Regions from separate parts of the Gossypium hirsutum genome. Here region 1 is linked to region 2. Evidence: chromatin contacts called from public Hi-C data. All regions are on one chromosome and are shown on one strand. Each heading gives the region's core, a stretch centred on a gene start, on an enhancer-like site or on the middle of the called end of the contact. The rest is flanking DNA. Distances are from core to core; before and after follow the strand shown.

Region 1 (4,539 bases), core at 682-3,181, 180 kb after region 2:
AAACACCAACATCTAGCAGCAATTTTTGATAGTTGGGGTTACTCAACAACAACATCATTATCCTTCAATATCATGCATTACTTCAACACAGCAAAGCCCTTCCTCCCCAGTCCCCACCACCCAAAATTAAAATAATTTAAAAGCCAACTCTTTTGTACATGACATAAGATAATGAAAAACCATACCTTTTTGTATGTTTTGTATTGGTTTTCACCATGGACCCTCATCCGCAGGGTAATCAAAGGGAATTTCAGTAACAGTGGAGGAATCATGTAGATCCGAGTGCACAAACCCATACTTGCGCAACACCTGATTATCAGCGAAGTTCAAAGCTTTGACCATCCCATTCCAACAAGACTCCCCAGCATACATCAGATTATGGTCACCACTACAAGGCTGACAACCCGTGAAATGAGTGATCAATGGTCTCCTCCAACTCCCTTTCCCATTCCCAGCTTCCTTCAGGAATTCTTCCCTAAACGCTGCGTATTGCTCACTCACTTTCTCAGCATGTCTCCTCCTTAACTTTGGCGCCCCTCTCTCAATCTCCAAGTATCTCTCCGTTGTGTTCTCGTACCCTCCAACAATCTCAACCCAATACCCTTCAAAATAAAACTCTCCTTCCAAATAAATATGATCATAATATTTCTCTTTTTCTGTATAAAGCAAATAAACCAGAGCCGACTGATCATCTGATTCAGGGAAAAGCTTATCTTTGAACGTTAATCGTTGAATCTGACCCCATTTCTCATAATCTTTACTCATTGGACCCATGCCAGACCAAGTGTTAATCAAATCCATAGACCATTGGCAATTCCTAATCAGAAAAACCCCAGCATTTAAACTGGTCCAACTTTTCTTCTCATAAATCAACTTAGGCCAACCATGAACAACCAAGTTATGGTTTTTGTACCTTTCTAAGGGTAACTTAAACTCCATGTCTGTAAACAAGGCGTCCGAGTCAACCCACCAGATCCACTCAGCTTCAGGGTGAGCTAACATGGCTGCTTTAACCACAGGTAACTTTGCCCAATAGGAACCCATTTTGGGGTGCAATAACAAGTTATTGTAAAAAATATCGTAGCCATGGATTCTACAGTAATCAACCTTGTTCTTAAAGAAACGCAAGAGTAAATGATCACCAATGGGATTCTTACATGGCTTGGGTTGGGACCCAGTTACAAGAACGATTCTTTCACGTGCTCCGGCGGCGAAAGAAGGATGGTGCTTCAACCACTCTGCGCGTTTTTGATCCCAATCTTTCACCGGCTTTTCAAGGGAGTAACCCATCTCCGGGTCGTCGTAAAAGGTGGGGTCTTTGGGATCGGATTTTAAGTTAACTCCGAACCCACTTTCCGAGCAATCGACTGGATTCATGCTCAACTTGGAGGGTGGGTCGGTTACAGTGGGTTCAAAGTTTGGTGTTGGAGTGAAAAAAGACCAAAATGACGCTACTAATAAAAGAGCTAAAAATGCAACACCAAAGACAAGAAAGGCATCGGGAAGACACCAAAACGACCGGTTCCGAGGTTTCGCCATGGGAGAAGAAGATTGAGGATGAGAAAACTCAGGACACACCATTTCCTGTAAGAAAGAAAACTGGGTTTTGAGGTTTCTGTGTTTCCCAAGGTTTTTAAAACGGGATGCCCTCCAATTTTGGTTATGCAATTAAAGAAGACTGGGGACACTGTTTTAATTACTGTGTAGTTGTATTAAAAGTTAAGGGCGTCGGTTTGGGTGCGCCAGGGATGCTAAAATGCGCGGGATAGAACGGAGGTGAAAAACATTTAAAACGACACATGGCAGTTTGGCTCGTGAAATTGGTGCCGACAATTTAAATTGGATTCTGGGAAGGACTAATCATCCGTTTTTTCCGTTTAAATTGTGTGTTGAGTTTTGTACTTACTGAAACTTCAACAGTGGAAAGATCTTTAGTCAAAAAGTGTTTTCCAAAATTAATTAATAATTCTGTTAAATTATTAAATTAGGCGGAGCAAACTTTAAAGATGGGATGCACGTGATTCGAGAAAGCTTTTATTTTGCATGTTGCTTTGTAAAAAAGGATCTGATTGAAAATGGACCCAAGTCAAACGAAAAGATCTAGTGGTTTTTCTTTTTGAAAAAAAAATCGTATTATTTTGCCCATGCTCAATTCATAAAATAAATAACGAAAAATAGCCTTGATTTAAGGCTTGAATTGCTAGGTGGTGCTGTATATCTAAGAATTATTGGCAAATTATAAATGATTTTGTCATATTCTCTTCGTATGCAAAGATTTAAAATACGTGGCAGATAGATAAGTTAAACCGAAACCCACAGTGAAATTGGTTTTTGTCACGTATTTTACTGTGAAATGTGAATGTGACGAGAGCATTTTTCCTTCTAATTGGAAAATGTTAGTGGTACCCAAATTTCCAGTACAGAGAGAGAGAGGGAAGATGGAATAGATGAGCTACCTGCAGACACAGTGACGGTTCAGAGCATTGGCAATGGGCCGCCATCATGTGAGTCTCTGACACATGGCCCCGTATATACATGGAGCTTAAACTTTGGTTTCAAAATTTTTCAAGATTTTGCACCCCCTCCCCACCAGCAAGCTCCCGTGGCTCTGATGGTAGCCTAGATCATTTGTTTGGTATGCTTCAGATCTTGGATTTGCCTCTCAACAAAAGCATGTTCTTGTTTTTTCTTCTTGTTTTGCCATGCTGCTGCACACACATATTTTACAATGTCAATTTGGCATTTTGCTCTTAATTAGGTTTTTTTATTCAACGCGTTTTTGTTGATGCACTGGATCAACGGTTAAATTTTTTAGGAGCAAAGAACTAGAAGCAGAGAGGAAGAAGGACCCCCTTTGGGACGTCTGTCAATTTTTATTAAATCGACATGTGGTCACATAAAACAACACACTTTGATGAAAATGCCAACCAAGAGGTTATAAAGTTTAACCTCGATCTCATTGATGAGGTTTAGGAAGCAGCAGAAATCAAGAACGTGGCACGCGCTCAGCAAATAGCTCGCTACTACAATTCCAAGGTAAAAAACAAACAGTTCCAAGTTGGTGACTTTATACTCAAAAGTATTGAGGTTAGCCTCCCAGCTTCGCAGCACGAAAGATGGCCCCAAGCTGGGAGGAACCATACAAAGTTGTAGAAAAGATAGGCTATGGAGTGTACAAATTGGCAAGACTAGAGGGCACAATTCTACCGCGCACATGGAACGCACGTCATCTTGACAATTGTAACACCCCTTACCCGTATTCGATGCCGGAATAGGGTACGAGGTATTACCAGAACATATACACATTTAACCGTAGTAAACCAAGTTGTAAAATTTCATCTAAATTAAAACTTTCAAGTTGTTATTCTCGAGTCGTTAATTAGGTTTTCTTGGCTAAATATACTCACAATCTTTCACTTCCTCGTCTATGAATTTATAAATTTTCACTTACTTGTTGAATTCGTCCTGAGTACCTGAATTTATCCATATCATTACATATTCTCATATCGTCAAATTTTCCTTTTTAACTAATGTAATAAATCAATTACTCACTATCTAGTAAGTTAATTCTCACATATATATACATTATCCATTCATCTCCCACAAAGCTAACAAAAGTAGCCACAAAGATAGTACAAATTTTCTCTATTCGATATAAACCAAAACCTGTTATTTCTTTTCCAACAAACCTTACTAAATATACACTTTATACTAACCCAAGTGTTTAACCATTCACCCATGACATAAATATATTTTATCCATTATTGTCGAATATAGCTTTGCTTCACAAATCATAATTCACCTCACATAGTAACCGAATTAATTTTTATCATTTGTCAAATAGATTACAAAATAAGTTATATAACAAAATATAGATACATTTTAAACCACACAAATAAACAAATTTTCATGGCATTACATGATCATCACATATCAAATACAAATGTTCTTGACATTTCTATCACATAAACCGATTTAATCAATGCAACTTCAATGATATAATCATCTATATATCATTATTTTCACACATATAAATATCATGACTAAATTTCTTAAACATTTGATCAATTGATTTTCAATACCGCAATAGTCCTTCAGTATCAATACATATTTACCATTCAATTTAACATTTACCGATTATAATCAGGCATATGACCATTTATAAACAATTCATTCATACATTTTATTATCCTCCTCCTCCTCTCCATTCCACATCCTTTATGTATAAAACATGCTTAATTAGCATTATACATAATTTCACTATTCACTTATATTTAAATTCAAAGTTGTCTATTTGAGTCAGATTCACTAAATCATTTTTATCCGAAACTACAAAGCTCCAAATTAAGTTCCATTAATTTTCCCCAAAACTAGACTCACATGTCTTCTTACCATAAAATTTTCAGAATTTTTGACTTGGCCAATTAGTACAGTTTATTCTTTAAAGGTTACCCTGTTTCACTGCTCAACATCTCTGACCTCTCTTCACTAAAAATAAATTATCTCATTGTACAGATTTCGGATGATATTTCTGTTTGT
Region 2 (4,516 bases), core at 883-3,382:
GAGTGTTCTTTAAGTAAAGTTGAATCAAATTGCAGGAATTGAAGTGCTTAAATATATACAGGAGAGCTTATTCATACCTCAAACCCCCTATCTCATAAGATATGATCGTTCATTCTAGGAAGATTTCAAGAACCAATCATGGCAGGCCCTTTAACTTGTCATAGGATTGTCCTTGTGAGCTTGCACTTTGAAATAAAGATGGTGTCTGTATAATTTAGGCTACATAACTTCAAGAGCTCCGAAGATTTTTGCTTCAACACAGGATTGCAACCGCTCTGAATCACGAGAAGCAGCTTTGCTGCTAAACCGGCTTCTACAGCAACTGAGGAGCATTCCTCAGGGGCAAGTTTACATACGGACCACAGTATTGACAATGCATATTGAGTACAGCTTTCTGAAATTCTCATCAACAGCCTCACCATATTTGGAATTGTGTTTCCACAATCCTTCAATGCTGCTTTGCCTTCTGGCAGTGATGATAACGTGTCCAATATGAAAAGGGCTAATTCCAGGCAATCAGGTTCCAAAGCAGGTAACAATTCGACCAATTGAGAAACGGCGCCAATACTCACAATCAAACCCATGACTTGTTTATGTAAGCATATAGATCTGAGCAAGCTAAGACCAGGCAAGATTCCATTCGTGTGCCTCTTATCCTTCACTAAGCGCATTAGACCAACCAATAGCCGATGGCTGGAGATGCTCTCAGCCCGAAATTCCTTCTCCTCCATTAACTTCTCTATCAATCGCGTACAATTGATCTTTGTCTCCACTGACCCTTCATTCAGCATGTCTACCATCAACGAAATCTTTGTTGGCTGCATCAAATTGGTTTTGGACTCTGAATCAAGCTCCAAATTGACAAGAACGGCAATCGCCTCTGAACCAACAGCATGGGAAGTAAATGGACCTAACAAGGATGAAATTAGAGAAACTCCACCTTCATCAACCACTGTCTTCATTGCTGTTGCACGTGCAGCCACAACTTGCTTAAGCTCCTTCAAGGCTTGAATCCTGGCCTGACCTTTAGCCTTCTTCAAGGTCTGAAGAAGCTCACTTACCCTTCCTTGTACATCCTCGGATCTCTTCTTCATAAGCAAATATTTCTGCGAAAACCAAGTGTAAATCAAATGGTAAAGGGTTCTATTTGGGGTAACAGAATCATCCCAGAGTTCTTGCATTGTAGTGGGGCAAGTATAGTGCCCCAAATTGAACCATTTGAGAATGTTGGACCTCTCATATGTTTGGCCAGTGCAAAGAGTTACAGGGTCTTGCATTGGCTCAAGAGAGATGGGACAAATAAACACAGAAGGAATCTCAGGTAAATCAAGCTCTTCAATCATTTTCTTCAGATCTAATTTCTCACCAACGGCAGCACCAATGACTCCACCACCAACACCACCCAAAACCCCATCTTTAACAGCAGTATCCAGATCCAGAACTTGCCCATCACCACTACCATCAAATGCAGCAACAACCACCCCATCCGTCTTTGAGGGTTGAAACATGGGCATCTTTGAAACCCGCCCTTCTTTTTCCGAAAAAAAAGAGATAAAGCAACACAGATTCTCAAGGTACCAAAAAAGAAGGATTATTTTTAAAACCCCTCTACACTACCCACAACAAGCTCTAAATTCACTGCACTGACAAGCACCCTTCAACCCACATTATGAAAAAAGAATGGAACTTGTATATTTCCAATCAATTCCTCTCTCATTGACAAATCATAAAGCAAGAAATATACCTTCTTTTTCTCCCTACAAACTCACACATCTATTTTGCTTTATCCTGATCTCTTTTTCTAGGGTCAAAAGTCCATCATAATAACAATAATATCACGAATAAACACACAATAACCAAGCTCCCATCTTTCACTTCTTGTACAAGCTTCCCATCATCAAGCCCCCCAAAACAGCAAAAATAAGTAGGCATAGAAAAGAAAGATACTAGTAAAAGAAAGCAGTCAAAGATAAACAGTTAAAAGAGTAGTACAAAAGCTAATCAATTAGCCCTTTTTCCTCTAAACCCAACCATTAATGGTACAGAAAAATTAGGGGGGGAAAACCCAAACAAGAAAAAAATGAAAAAGCTTCAAGAATTTAGTGAAGAGAATCAACTTATTGTGAAAACAGGCCTTACCACAAAATGGAGAGAAAAAGAACAGAGAAAGCCATGTCCTGCAAAGGCTTCCCTACTGCTCTTCTTTTGGGGCAGTTGTTTGCTGGATAAAAATAAAATAATTTTAAAATTATTAAAAAAAACCTTCACGAAAAATAATAAAAATTAATTATTAATGAGATATCTTAATATATTAATGCATTGCTTCTTCTTTTTTTCTTTTTTTTTTCCATGAAATGACCTTTTTTTCCCCTAATATTTTACCAGAGTAAAAAAAAGAAAGAAAGAAGCGAAAGTTGAAATTACCAAGTTACCGGCAATCAAGCCATCCGACCCGCACACCACACGTGCAGTCATATCAATTCTTTGCCGTAATCTCCCGGCTATTACTTTTAATTTAACAGTGATGTTACTAAAAAGTTAGTTTTCATTAATAAATTGAACTAATGAATGGATTCAAGATTTTGATTTTAATGTTTGTTGTTGTAGCTAAAAGGAATCTCTTTTCAACTTAAGAAACTTCATCCACATATGTTATGTGGACAAAATCTAATTTCAAAATTAATCATCATCTATTTTCAGTTCTTTAATGTCATTCTTATATTATTTATAACTACTCATTTATAGAAATTTTATTTACCTAAAAGAATTATGGGGGCCCTACTTTTTTTATTTTTAAAAAGAAAAATAATTTCATGTGTTTATTTATTTTAGGTAAAGTGCCAGCAAAGCATTTTGACCGTGACAGTTTTGCTTTGACTGCACGCCTGTGCTGCTTCACTTTTCCGGTCTTTGCGTTGACTGCCTTTGCCCCCACTTCCAGATCTAACCAATCACCACCTGCCACGTAGACACGAGAGCCCTGCCTCTTTTTTAATAATGACTTGAAATTAGTATTTGTTTATTTTTCTGTGCCATGGTACAGTGAGTGTTCAGCATAATATCATAAGTATTTCACGCTCCCTCGTTTTTCCAGATTTTTTTTTTAATAATTCATATGCAAATATTAATAATTATTGACCAAATACAATATGGTCTATAATTAGGATTTGAAATTTGGGTGGTAAGGGCTGCAAAGTGTTGGTTGGGAGCCGCTTCTCATAATTATTATTTAATTAATTGCATTAAAGTGTAATAAAATAATAAATATTTGAGTAGTTCGCAAACTCGATGGGTGAGGTTGGAATTAATTAGATTAATTGGCTATTAATACTGGACAGCTTTGTTTTTTTTGGACTTATATGTTTTTAAGTAATATATTAACACAACAATTATTTATATATTAAAATTTGATTTACGAAATTTAAAACCTTCATAGTTGTCAATATTCTAAATATTTTAAAAAATTTAATTCAATTTTATTTATATAATAATTTTTAAAAAGTAATCTAAAATTCAAATATCAGTATTTTTTTAAAAAAAATTATTCTCGAATTCCAAGCTTCTTTATGCTAAAATAATTGAGTGGGGTGAGCTAAATTTGAGATTTATAAAAGAGGGAAGAAATCAAGAAAGTTTTTTAATATACCTAAAAACAGTAGGGAATCACATGAGCATATGCTCCCAATATAGGGTGTCACGTGACCCACAAAAATGCACTTTTTTAAAAGCAGTCATCTGCTTTATGTTATTAACTTATTTTTTTACATATTATAAACATAAATAACTATATTAAACCAATTTGAAAAAAAATATATGTTTGTTTTGTAAAAGGCTACAATTGAATAGAAATTAAATTTTTTTTTCTTTTAAAGGGTTACCAATACAATCACATTTATAATAAATTAATCTGAACTAAACATTATTTTTTTTGTAAATGTCTACAATAAGAATTAAAAGTTTCTTTTAGAAAAATTATAAGTATAATCGTAATTACAATTAATACATTCAATAACTTCAAATCAAAATCAATCAATCAAACTAACAATTGAAATATATTTAAACATAATCCATACAAGAGAACAGATTCAGATACTTAATAAAACTTATATAAAGTGAGAGTTACGTCTTAAAATTTTTTAAACCTCAATTTTGTGATTAAATCCTTATTAATTATAAAAAATAAAATTTCAAATATATAATTACAGGGTTTAAATTATCATGTTATATATTTATAGTGAAAATAAAAGAAGAGAGAAATAGCACAATCAAATTCAACTTCATCGTGTGAAGCGAAAAGTGTGAAAACATGTATTAAGACATATTGAAAACGTGTACTTATTTCTCATATTTCTTAAGAAAAATGAAATAGGAGTTAACATAAGCCCATAAAATAATGAGCAATGCCCATTTACATCCCTCATCTCAAACTCTTTTGAAAAATAAAACAAACAAATACTTTGGGCCTTAAGCTTCAATTCTTATTACTGACTTCCCAAATCTTTTTATATGTTTTATT

What was found. A called contact is a pair of places that touch in the nucleus more often than the background predicts.
Region 1: a Hi-C map of hypocotyl shows a contact between it and region 2, with 2.2 times the contacts expected there. The contact joins the promoter of LOC107945466 here to the promoter of LOC107935191 in region 2. A contact is called at or near these places in 4 of 34 Hi-C or Micro-C datasets (anther, hypocotyl, leaf and 1 more).

The regions. Positions count from the first base shown.
Region 1 is chrD12:27,272,711-27,277,249 of Gossypium_hirsutum_v2.1, forward strand. LOC107945466 (putative glycosyltransferase 7) reads right to left here and starts at 1,932. Exons shown (of 2, transcript XM_016879483.2): 1 at 186-1,932. The coding sequence starts at 1,581. The coding sequence ends at 211.
Region 2 is chrD12:27,088,439-27,092,954 of Gossypium_hirsutum_v2.1, forward strand. It overlaps LOC107935191 (U-box domain-containing protein 30), which reads right to left and starts at 2,133. Exons shown (of 1, transcript XM_016867760.2): 1 at 1-2,133. The coding sequence starts at 1,514. The coding sequence ends at 159.